Regions from separate parts of the Triticum aestivum genome. Here region 1 is linked to region 2. A link is a contact called in public Hi-C data. All regions are on one chromosome and are shown on one strand. The core of a region is the stretch at or near the end of the contact, and the rest is flanking DNA. Distances in the headings are between cores, read along the strand shown.

Region 1 (6,500 bases), core at 423-2,922, 310 kb before region 2:
GCGCTGGCTAAATGGGGACGTGCTAATAATCCATCTCATTGAATTGATGCCCCATCCGATTTCATTGTGACTCTACTGACAGACGATATATTCATCCTTTGATTAATATAAAATAAGTTTTCCTAAAAAAACATATTGTATGTGCATGCACGTAAATGAACATGTTTACTCCTCCAAATCAAATGCAGAAGCAGTAAACATGTTCACATTTGGAAGCCAGCCGCGCAGTATTTACTCCTCCAACACTGGTCAATGCAGCGGACCCACCAGAGCTCGCCCGCATCCCTATGATCGCGCGCGCCCCCCTCTCTCTCTCTCTCTCTCTTCCTCCTCCTCCTGCTGCTACTGCTGGCTGCTCCGTCACGTCCCGTCGCCGCTGCCATTTGTTGCTGCTTCGCCTCTTCCCCAGACGAGCGTGTGCACTCGAGTACTTGGCCTGACCGCACCTCAGCGAAGAGACCCAGAGGCCAGAGCCTTCTCCTCCGCCCTCCCCTTGCTCCCCTTCCACACTCATCTCTCCAAGAACCTTCTACAATCTACATGGTCGCCTCCGCCCGCCTGGGCAATCGCAATCTACGTTCCCCTCTTTAGCTCCGCCGCCGGCAACCATTGCCCCTCGTCGCTAGATTGGTTTTGCGGCCGGCAGCTAGCGGCGCCTCCTCCCATTCCGTCGGTACGTCCGGGGAGGATATGCTCTGTTTCCGTCGATTCTTGCTCTCGTGTATGGGGCGTCTCTGGTCGATCGACGCAGGAAATAGGCTTAAATAAGCATGGATCCACCGGCGCTTCGAGTTTGTTCTGTTCCGTCGCAGATTCTCTCATCTTTTTTCTGTTTCACCAGATCGAATCCGTGTTTTGTTTGCTCTTAAACACGATTTCTTTTCTTGGATAAGCAGCACTAGACAATTTGTTTTTCGTCACATTTATTAGTAGTATCGGTTCGGCACTAGTACATGAATCTTGCATTTTCTCGAGAAAAATAGAGTAAACGAATCTGCATGCATATGGAGATACTCCGTAGAAGAGTGCGGAATTTATTCACCATAGATCGTGCTTTGAGATTCTCACGTTGTATGTCGCTATATTTGTAGGAGTACCACTCTCTCTGCATGCATATGGAGCATTTGTTTGTGCAAATCAATTTGTATGTATGTTCAGCGTAGGAAAATAATTAACGATTAAGTGATAGTCGAATCTCGACCTCCTTTTCTTTTTGCGAGGAGTCGAATCTAGACCTCTTGGATCTTCGTTTTGTTCCGTCGCAGATTCTCTCACCTTATTTGTGTTTCAGCAAAAAATAGTATCAGTACATGAATCTTGCATTTTTCTGGAGAAAAGAAGAGTGATGTAGATATTTATGATAGTGTGGAATTTATTCACCATAGATCGTGCTTTGAGATTCTCACGTTTTATGTCGCTATATTATGCACCATTGTGCTCTCTCTATGATGAATTAATTCATATTTTGCTTGTGCAAATCCATTTAATTGTATATATTCTGCGTTGGAAGATAACTAATGATTAAGTAATAATCAAATCTAGATCTCGTTGCTCAATCTTTTAAGATGTGAAATGAGATGTGCTACAACGAAGATGACGAGAACATGCGAATCTCAAAGCATGAACTGATGCTAGATTTAGGGGTTGTATGGCCCACCGGGGGCAGACATGTACTGTCCATTTAGAATATTGTTGATCAAAAAATTCAGATTTCTTTTTCGGTATGAAGCAAACCATTACAAAATTCTGCTTAGCAGGCAGTTGAATTTCACATCATGAGGTGCTAAGCTACATGGCTGAAGATACGCTCAAGGGAGGACCTAAAGGTCGCTGGAGCCATCCCATCAGTGAAACCTGTAAGCAAGTAGCATGGCAATTATCCATTAAACACTGCTAGGATCAAATATCTATATATAACTTTACATAAAAAATTATCTATATATAACTGAATATCTCCTTTGCTTGCAGCATTTGAAGCATTTTATGATGGCTCATGGCATGGAGTTAATTGTATAAGGGTCAGGGATGGTGGTCTGTTCGTTAAATTTATCTACTCTGGTTCCACAGTCGAGCATAATGTGGATGGGGATCATCTGCGCCTACGTTCCAGAAGGGCTACGTACTTTGACTGCTCACATGTTCTCAAGCCGGGTGTTGATATCTGTGTACAATCGTCTCATCAACTGCAAGGAAGTGCGACTGGGGAAATGAAATCTTCGGTATGTCAACCTACTATTTATGATTAATTGTAAAAGCTTTACATACCCATTCTGTTTTATCTTCAAAAAGTACACAGTAATGAATTTTTAGGAACAAAAAAAAACATAATGTGCTGAATATGAAGACTTGAATGCAAAAGCCATACCATCATCTGTTATGCACGTAATTTAATATCAGTATTTTTTCTCACACACAGACCCAAATGTGTGGCTTCTTGTATTAGAAGAAACTTTAAGATGACAAAAACCCTACTACAAAAGAAGGAACCAAGAGTTTAAACTACCAATGAACTGTATAGGGAAAACTGCATCATATCTTGATTACTTTATTCTCTTATACATGCAGATGTTACTGTGTCATGATGCAAGGCTCATCACAATCAAGAGAAATCATATTGAAGATCAGTGTCTCTGCTTGTTTGTTATTATGCTCTACAAGAACCAATGTCCTGACAATACAGAAAATGGACAAGTGATATCTGATAGAAGAGAGCAGCTGGTGACCCTAAACAATATCTTCCTCTTGCAAAAGCTCCAACCTAAGGAGCTCCATGAGGGAAGCGTACAATGGAGTTGTGCAGAGGACTGCCTTTCTCACAACAGAAGCAAGCTGTTAAGTGCAAGATTCTCCCAAGAAATTGCACATCTCGTAGTTTTGTCTATCCTGAATGGAATGGAGTTCAGCATCAAGTTGGTAGAAGGAAACATCATCTACAGAATCATCAAAGGAGGCCGAGCGCGTTGCAATATTGATTCCATCAGCACACCTCCAGGCTTTGGCAACAGCATGGAGATAGTTTCATTCCAACTACGCAATGAGGCTTTATGCCCAATTATCAGGAATATCCCTGTCACTCATGCAAAGAAGCACAATCTCACAGAAGGCATGAGATTCACTATGAAGGCTGAATTGGATGGTCAATTGGAAGACAGGAGATTTACGGTCAAGACTGAGTTGGATGGTCTATTGGATGTTTTCTCGTATGAACAAGTGGATTTGAGGCGCTCAAAGCGTCGGAAAACTCAAGCAGAGCGCTTTACTAGCTATGATACGCCTAATTTTGGTCGTGACAGGTGGAAGAGACGTGATGCGCCTTCCACCAAGCATGGCAATTCACAAAGAGCTTTGCGTCGAGATTCACCGGTTAAAGTAGAATCAACCTATGCAGAGGTCCCAGTGAATATCACACGGAAACAAACAAGTGCAACCGTTTTCATGGTCAAGGAAAACCCAAACACCACAGAAGGGAAGCACAAGAGCACAGCAAGGATAACTCCTGTTAAGGAAAAACCCAGCTCTGTGGAAGTTAAGGAGGAGAGTACAGTTGAAGAAAGATCTCCGGGTCCTCATGTTCCACGGACACCTGCAAAGAGTAAGGAGAAGAATCTTCGCCCCCCTTTATCTCTTTGGCGGAAGTCATTTACTTCATCACGCAGCCTAAATGGCAATTCTGAGCCAGCATTTGGTCGTAAAAGGAAGGAACACATGTGCGAAAGAGAATACAAGAAAATGATAAACCAATGCATAGGAAACATCCAGAGTGAAATGGAGAGGGACTTTGAGTTCAATCTAGGTGCTCCGATGATGAATTACGGTCAAGATTTTTACGGAGAAGTGAATTTTACATGGCCAGCTTCTGCTGATAATGACAGTCAAGAAGAGAAAGATGGTCTTGAGGAATTTTGGAAAGAAATGGACCACTCATTGACCACACTAGCGCTTGAGAAAAATCAGGTACGCTTTGTATTTCTTTTATAATTTTTCAACTTTCTCGTGAAATGATTTTTAACTTCTCGTGAAAATGGAGGACCTTGAATTTGGAAATATGCAAGCAGCTGTGTCCCTTTTGTGGCTATGAACATCTTTGTTCTTATCTTATTTAAGATACTGAGATAGTTCTCATTCTGAATTCCTGATATACTCAAGCCTGAGTCTGTTTGTACTTCTGAAAAAGCTATCTATGAAACCTTAGGGATTATGAGATATTTTTGGGATAATTTTAATGTTAACCAAAACCATCTTTTTTGCTTGATATTTCCTTATTATCTGCTACTAAATTGGCCAATTAGGAAAGACGAACCGTGGGAACTCGCTAAAAGTTGTACATCTACTCCTACATCACAAGTCTTTTTGGTTGCAATATGATAAATTATTTTAAGTGCAATGTTCAACATGCTGTGACATAGTAACATTTTGGTATGTTATGTCATTTGACTGATCATTGTTGCTTCTAGCAACTTAGCATATAAAAGGATGTATACAAATAATGGATCAAAGGAAATTTGTTAGCGCGCCCTTGCAATCATAATGCCGTGAATTACTTGATGTTCTTCATAAAAAAAAGTATGTCATGCTACTCATTTTTTTCCGCACTTTGAGAATAAGAACAGATACAATTTTCAGGACTCACATTCAGAAGCAGTTCATCAAACCACTGCCGGTTTAGGTAAAAGTGAAGAAAATCCATGTGATCATGACTGCATGCTGGACGAGGGGCTTGGACTGGTGTGCAGATTATGCAATGTTGTATGTGTGGAGATAAAGCATATCTTTCCGCAAATGGTAGGTCCAATTAAAGCAATTTCAACATCTTTTCACTGCTTTCACTTTTGACTCGTCATCGACAGGATGCATAATATATTCGTTCCATGCAGGCCAATGGTAATGGCTATAACAAGGAGAGACCTGGATGCCGCAATTTGGATCATGATGATCTTGTGCTTGATCCTTCTCTTCTTGCAATCTTGGGACCAGAGTTTTCAGAACTGAGGGGCTCCGGGAACCTGTGGGGTTTAATACCAGATCTTGAGCCTAAACTACTTCCTCACCAAAGGAATGCATTTGAATTCATTTGGAAGAACTTGGCGGGATCGCTGCAACTTGAGGAAATGTATAATCCAACAGCCAGTACCGGTGGCTGTGTGGTTGCACATACTCCTGGATCAGGAAAAACTCTGCTGCTGATCTCATTTCTTGTCAGTTACTTGAAAGTTCACCCGAGAAGCCGGCCATTGGTGCTTACTCCAAAATCTGCTATCCATACATGGATGAGAGAATTTGAGAAATGGGGCATTTCACTTCCTCTGCATGTGCTTCACCAGACTGACAAAAGAGGCAAGCCAATGGGGCCTATTGATCCTAGGCTGCAGGCAATTTTAAGCAATTTTCGCCAACCGAACTGGAAAAATATTTGCCTTGTGGATCGGCTGGACAAGTTATGCAAGTGGCATGAGCATCCAAGTGTTCTCCTCATGACATACTCATCTTTCTTACGTCTGGCCAAAGAAAACTCAAGAATGCCGCAGCGAGCATTCATGGCGCAAGTCCTGATCAACAACCCTGGGCTGTTGATCCTCGACGAGGGACACAACCCGAGGAGCAACAAATCCAAGTTGAGGAGGGTGCTGATGAAGGTGAAGACTGAGTTTAGAATCCTCATGTCTGGTACAGTCTTCCAGAATAACTTTGAAGAGTATTTCAACACCCTATCTCTGGCCAGACCTCGGTTTGTCGACGATGTTATGACTGCGCTTGTCCCAGAAAGGAAGAAGGAGACAAGGGGCAGGAGAGCTAAACATAGAGAAGCAGTGGCAAGGCGCATCTTCGTGGACAGAGTTGGGCAGATGATCGAGTCCAGCGACAACTGGGACCGGGCAGGTGGTATCAGTTTGTTAAACAAGCTTACATGTGGGTTCATCGATTCATTCGAAGGGTCAAAGCTAAGGAGCCTTCCAGGGATACATGTATATACAATTTTCATGAAACCCACTGAAATTCAAGAGGATATACTTTCAAGAATATCGATGGCCACGTCATGCGGCGGCCGTTACCTTCTCGAGGTTGAGCTGCTCATCACGATTGCGTCTATCCATCCATGGCTCATAAAAACAATCAAATCTTGTAGCACTTACTTCACTCCAGAAGAATTGCATAAAGTTGACAAGTACAAGAGGGACTTTGCTGTCGGTTGCAAGGCGAAGTTTGTCATCGATCTGCTGCACAAGTCGTCGTACAGGGGGGAGAGGGTGCTGCTATTCTGCCACAACGTGTCCCCGATAAGCTTTCTTGTCGAGTTGATCGAGAATGTGTTCGGATGGCGCCTCGGGGAGGAAGTCCTGGTGCTCCAAGGTGATCAGGAGCTGCCCGTCCGCTCCGACGTCATGGACAAATTCAACACTGACAGTCAGGGTAAGAGGAAGGTGCTCATTGCTTCGACGACAGCCTGCGCCGAGGGCATCAGCTTGACAGGTGCATCAAGGTTGGTCATGCTGGATTCAGAG
Region 2 (6,542 bases), core at 1,356-3,855:
GGTACCTAATTTCCAATTGCTTACACAAACTACCAAACCAACCAATATAACTTACCATGTTTACATCAATTCAATCAATAGTAGGCAAATCAAGCTAAAGTATATAAGAGCATAATTGGTTTGCTGCCAAAAATTGGCATGCCAATGTTTGGCATTGTGCCAAATATTGGCAACTACTTGGTTGGCTACGAGTTGTTTTGCCTCTCTCACATAAAATTGCCAATAGTTGGCAAGTCTCGGTATTGCCAATAGTTGGCAGTGCCAACATTTGGCAAGCCAAATATTGATAGCAAACCAATTATGCTCTAACTCCCTCCGATCCATATTACTTGTCGCCAAACAGATGTATCTAGCACTGAAAAACTTCTAGATACATCCACTTGAGCGACAAGTAATACGGATCGGAGGGAGTACCATATTTGAAAGATCCAGTTTGAAGCAACAAAATATCCTTAATTCAACTAATTCCATACACATTAGGTAATTAAACACAGACTCCGAACTAACCAGTAGGAATTAACTGTTCTTGGGGCAACTTTGATGCAGGGCAAAATTAACTGGTTGTGGTACAAACAAATGAGTGCCTACTTGAGAAGCACAGGTAAACATCTAACCGGTTGCAAGATAATAATTTTGTCATTCAAATTTACGCTTAACTGTTTATACAACCTACTGTTTGTCTGGCTTACAAATACTAAGTTACTAGGTTTACAGAGGTCCAATCAGCAGTACACTGATAATCAAGCTAAATTAAGCTATTTGAAGCAATGGATATCCTTAAATCGACTTATTCTAGACACATTAGGAAATTAAGTACATGCTCCAAAACAGGTACTAAGAATTAACTGTCCATGGGGAAACTTAGATGCTGGACAAATTAACAGACTGTACTAGCAACAAATACCTACTCAAGAAACACATGTAAACGTCTAATCGGTTGCAAGATATCAGTGTCAAGTCCTAACACCACCACCAGCCTGAAGTGAATTGCTGACATTGCTTGGAGTACACCCAATACTTAAGCAGTTAATTAGCCATTAGCAGCAAGGGGCAATTGTGGGGAGGGGTCAGGAATGAACCTCCTGGCCATCAAGCTTAAGTACAAAAAGAATCAGCTAAAGTATATTACCGTATGTCAATGAACCTATTCGAAGCAACACATGTCCTTGAAGCTACTAATTCTATGCACAATAGTAGGAACTTAAATACAGACTCCAAACCACCTACTATGAATAAACTGTTCATGGATGCAGTACTGACGCAGGGCAAAATTCATTGTTCGGGATAGCGGTAAGTGGTGCCATATCGGTCAGGTGGCGACAAGGGATAATATACGCGAATCGGCCAGTTAATCGGCCAAAAAATCAGTTAATCGGCTATTCGGTGACCTATCGATCAACTGGCCACGATGCCGATTAACTGGCCGATAATTGGAACAATGGAAAAATTAACAGACTGCACTAGCAACAAATACCTAGGCGAGAAACACACGTAAGCATTTAATCTATTGCAAGATATTAATTGTCAAGTCATAACGCTAGCAGCCCGAAGTGAATTGATAGCATTGCTTCTAGTACACCCAAACATGAGCAGTTAATTAGCCATTAGCAGCAAGGAGCAGTTGCCTGGAGGGGGTCAGGACGAAGAACAGTCCACAAAGAACCAAGCTAACTACACCGTCATATTTCAACCAACCAATTTGAAGCAACACATATCCTTCAATCGACTAAATCAAAGAACATCAGGTAATTATTAAGTACAGGCTCCAAATCAGCTACTAGACATTAACTGTTCGTGAGGCAACTTCGATACAGGACAAAATTAACAGACCGCAGCACCACTAACAAACGAATACCTACTTGAAAAACACATGTAAAGGTCTAATCGGTTGATAGTAGTGTCAAGTCATAAAACAACAAGCCTGAAGTGAACTAATGGTATTGCTTAAAGCACACCGAGTACTTGATCAGTTAATTATGCATCGAGCAATTAGGAGCAGATGGGGGGAGGGGGAAGGGGGGTCGGGAACGAACCTCCTCGCCATCGGGGCCGACGACGGTCTCCTCGTAGGTGAGGACGTCGAGCACGGCGTCGGGGTCGGTGACGATGAGCTTGAAGGCCTCGAAGGCGTGGCCGTACCTGCGGTAGAGCGGCCAGCCGATGCGCTGGTAGAGGGGCTCGAGGTCGACGCCGAGGGTGTCGGCGGCGTGGCGCATGATGGAGTGGACGAGCTTGGACTTGTTGTAGCGGTCCTCGCAGGTGGCTGCCTCCTCCTCGGAGACGCGGCGCTTGGAGAGGTCGATGTAGCCCTTGTCGCGGTCGACGCGGAGCACCATGGAGGGCTCCTGGCGGCCGACCTTGATGAGGGAGGAGATGGAGCGGATGCGGCGGCGGGAGAGCTCGGAGAAGAGGATCATGCCCTCGATGTTGTTGTACTCGAGGAGGGAGACGTAGGCGCCCATGTCGGCGATGTGCTTCACCTGGATCATCACCGCCGCGTCCACCTCCGGGAACCGCGGCTCGTACATCCGGCACTCGAGGTTCGGCGGCATCTTCGCGGGCGGCGGCGGCGGCGGCCGGAGGCGGGGGGGGGGGGGGGGGGGGGGGGGGGGGGGGGGGGGGGGGGGCGAGCTAGGGTTTTGGGGGTGCGGCGGAGACGGGCGAGGAGGAGCGGGTTATGGATTGGTTGGATTGGCGAGCGAGCTGCGAATCGACGGTGTGGCTGGGCCGTGGAGTACGTGAACCGTTTATGAAGACGTCAAACGGGGATGCGTGTCCATCCTCGTGTAGATACAGGTTTCATTATTTGAGTTACCTCCGTGCTCGGACACCGAAATTAGATATTTGATTCCTAAATATTATATACACAAAAAAATTCAACCTTAAGATTTAAACTGTATGGGGGGTTATGTAAAACAAAAAATCAAAGAAAAACAGTATAAAAAGTTGAACATGCTAGTTGTGAAACACAAAATATCAAAAGCGTCGAGCAACTGCATGTTGGGGAACGTAGCAGAAATTCAAAAATTTTCCTACGTAACACCAAGATCTATCTATGGAGAGACCAGCAACGAGTAGAAAGGGGAGTGCATCTACATACCCTTGTAGATCGCTAAGCGGAAGCGTTCAAGTGAACGGGGTTGATGGAGTCGTACTCGTCGTGATTCAGATCACCGATGATCAAGTGCCGAACGGACGGCACCTCCGCGTTCAACACACGTACAGCCCGGTGACGTCTCTCACGCCTTGATCCAGCAAGGAGAGAGGGAGAGGTTGAGGAAGACTCCATCCAACAGCAGCACAACGGCGTGGTGGTGGTGGAGGAGCGTGGCAATCCCGCAGGGCTTCGCCAAGCACCATGGGAGAAGAGGAGGAGAACTTGGGAGAGAGGGAGGGGCTGCACCAAAGGCATAAGTTGTGTTTGGGAGGCCCTCCTACCCCACTATATATAGGGATCCCAAGAGGGGGGTGCGCCAGCCCCTAGGAGATCCAATCTCCAAGGGGGCGGCGGCCAGGGGAGGAGTCCTCCCCCCCAAGGCACCTAGGAGGTGCCTTCCCCTGCTGGGACTCTTCCTTTAGGGTTTCCCCAGGCGCATGGGCCTCTTGGGGCTGGTGCCCTTGGCCCATGTAGGCCAAGGCGCACCCCCTACAGCCCATGTGGCCCCCCGGGGCAGGTGGCCCCACCCGGTGGGCCCCCGGGACCCTTCCGGTGGTCCCGGTACAATACCGATGACCCCGAAACTTGTCCCGATGGCCGAAACAGGACTTCCTATATATAAATCTTTACCTTCGGACCATTCCGGAACTCCTCGTGACGTCCGGGATCTCATCCGGGACTCCGAACAACATTCGGTTACCACATACAAGCTTCCTTTATAACCCTAGCGTCATCGAACCTTAAGTGTGTAGACCCTACGGGTTCGGGAGACATGCAGACATGACCGAGACGTTCTCCGGTCAATAACCAACAGCGGGATCTGGATACCCATGTTGGCTCCCACATGTTCCACGATGATCTCATCGGATGAACCACGATGTCAAGGACTTAATCAATCCCGTATTCAATTCCCTTTGTCTAGCGGTATTTTACTTGCCCGAGATTCGATCGTCGGTATACCGATACCTTGTTCAATCTCGTTACCGGCAAGTCACTTTACTCGTTCCGTAACACATCATCCCGTGATCAACTCCTTGGTCACATTGCGCATATGATGATGTCCTACCGAGTGGGCCCAGAGATACCTCTCCGTTTACACGGAGTGACAAATCCCAGTCTCGATCCGCATAAAACAATAGATACTTTCGGAGATACCTGTAGTGTACCTTTATAGTCACCCAGTTACGTTGTGACGTTTGATACACCCAAGGCACTCCTACGGTATCCAGGAGTTACACGATCTCATGGTCAAAGGAAGAGATACTTGACATTGGCAAAGCTCTAGCAAACGAACTACACGATCTTTGTGCTATGCTTAGGATTGGGTCTTGTCCATCACATCATTCTCCTAATGATGTGATCCCGTTATCAACGACATCCAATGTCCATAGCCAGGAAACCATGACTATCTGTTGATCACAACGAGCTAGTCAACTAGAGGCTCACTAGGGACATATTGTGGTCTATGTATTCACACGTGTATTACGATTTTCGGATAATACAGTTATAGCATGAATAAAAGACAATTATCATGAACAAGAAAATATAATAATAATACTTTTATTATTGCCTCTAGGGCATATTTCCAACACTGCATTGAACACTAAATTTGCACAAAGCATCTCCAGCAAATCAGTTTCAGTTGTGGAATTACGACGTATCCAAAAGCAAGTATAATAATGGGCTTTTGGCCTATCTATATGGCACTTTTACCTATGTGAAGGAGTAAGAGATAAAAAATGGTGGGAGTGGGTATCCAACAGAAAATAATCCTATACGACCGGGTCGCACGCCTTCGATCGGGAGACCCTCTCCCGCAGTTGATGCGTGGCAAAACTTATCTCAAAGCAAGCCTTTAATTCCCAGTTCTTTATCTTTTCTTCTCCAGCCCTAACACTCCAGCCGCCGCAACTCCTCTGCTTGCTACGTTGTTCACCGCTGCCGCTCCATCCAGCCACACTCTAGTAGGGATGATGCTATTTACGGATTCGAGTTCTAGATGTGGCTGTGATTTGTGATTTGGCTATTTGCTTGAACACTTTGGAGGATAAATTGCATCGTTTTTATGTCAATTTGTGTTTGTCAAATCAATCAATCAAAGAATCTGGACAAAAATTAAGGCCCAGCATCAAAACCAGTCTGGATGTGTGGCCGTTGCTGAGGACGAACCCATCGCCGACGGTGGTGCGGGAAAGGGCGTCGAGGAGAGTGGCCATGGACGCAACAAACAGAGAGGGGTTGGGTCGTCAGAGGTGAGCTTCCATGGAGCATGGTTGTGGACGGTGGGGATAGCAGCGGAGACGGGGCGTCGGTTGTTCCAGATGGGAGGCTGGAGAGCTGCGACGCCGTCGATGAGGGAGCACCGATGGTAGGACCATGGGGCGCTGGATGGGGAATTGGAGAAGGAGACAGGATGGGACGGCGTTGCCTTGACATCTGCCGTGACAATTCCACGACAACTATGGGTGAGCCACTCTTCCGCACATCTTCACAAGTCCATTGTCACCACAATGGACGACAAGCTTCAAGCACTTGATCTCTTCGTGATGCTCCACTAGAACTTGCACACAGTAATCTTGACGACGATCACCACTTGATGTCATTCTCTCCATGGGTTGAGTGATATCTTCCTCTTGACGCAAGCCCATGAACACGTACCTAACCCCACCTAGAACTCTCACATAGACCATGGGTTAGTACACAAAGCACAATGGACAATGCTTACCATACCATGGGATCACTTGATCCCTCTCGGTACATATTTTATGCTTTATGAGTTGATCAACTTGATTCACACTTGACTTAGTCTTAATCAACCTTGAATCTTTCCAACTGTCTTCATTTGAATGATGTCTTGAAGGTAAACATGAATGATCACACACTCTTCTTCTTCAAGACATGCTTGCAATAATCTCAACACTCACATGACCAATCTTTGGATAATTCCTTAATAGCACCTTGGTCAACTCATAAACTCCTTGAAACCAACACATGGACTTCAAGAAAAAGCCTATGAACAAACCCTTCAAATATAACTCAAGGCAATCATTAGTCCATAAAGATTGTCATCAATTACCAAAACCAAACATGGGGGCACCGCATGTTCTTTCACCCAGTCCGGCGCCACGTCGCTCTTGGCGAACATGAAGCGGCGACCGACATTGCACCAGTCGTACCTCGCCTCGCGCTCCACATCGGGTATGATGGACCTCAAGCCTGCGGCACCGTCGTAACCACCACCTCTGAGTTAGTGGAGGAGGAGGCCCCGCGCCTTCTCGATCACGGGCGCCAGCTCCTCCTTGACGGCGAGGCAGTGGCAACGCGGCAACGACGAGGGCGCGTCCATGGGGCTGTACCGGTTGCGCGGCGGGGACGCCGGCTCCTA

What was found. A called contact is a pair of places that touch in the nucleus more often than the background predicts.
Region 1: a Hi-C map of leaf shows a contact between it and region 2, with 6 times the contacts expected there. The contact joins the promoter of LOC123184633 here to the promoter of LOC123187367 in region 2. A contact is called at or near these places in 2 of 5 Hi-C or Micro-C datasets (both in leaf).

The regions. Positions count from the first base shown.
Region 1 is chr2A:47,384,596-47,391,095 of IWGSC CS RefSeq v2.1, reverse strand. It overlaps LOC123184633 (SNF2 domain-containing protein CLASSY 2-like), which reads left to right and starts at 1,672. Exons shown (of 5, transcript XM_044596724.1): 1 at 1,672-1,856; 2 at 1,969-2,219; 3 at 2,566-3,954; 4 at 4,624-4,782; 5 at 4,875-6,500. The coding sequence starts at 1,793.
Region 2 is chr2A:47,075,564-47,082,105 of IWGSC CS RefSeq v2.1, reverse strand. LOC123187367 (eukaryotic translation initiation factor 2 subunit alpha homolog) reads right to left here and starts at 2,605. Exons shown (of 5, transcript XM_044599218.1): 1 at 2,034-2,605. The coding sequence starts at 2,552.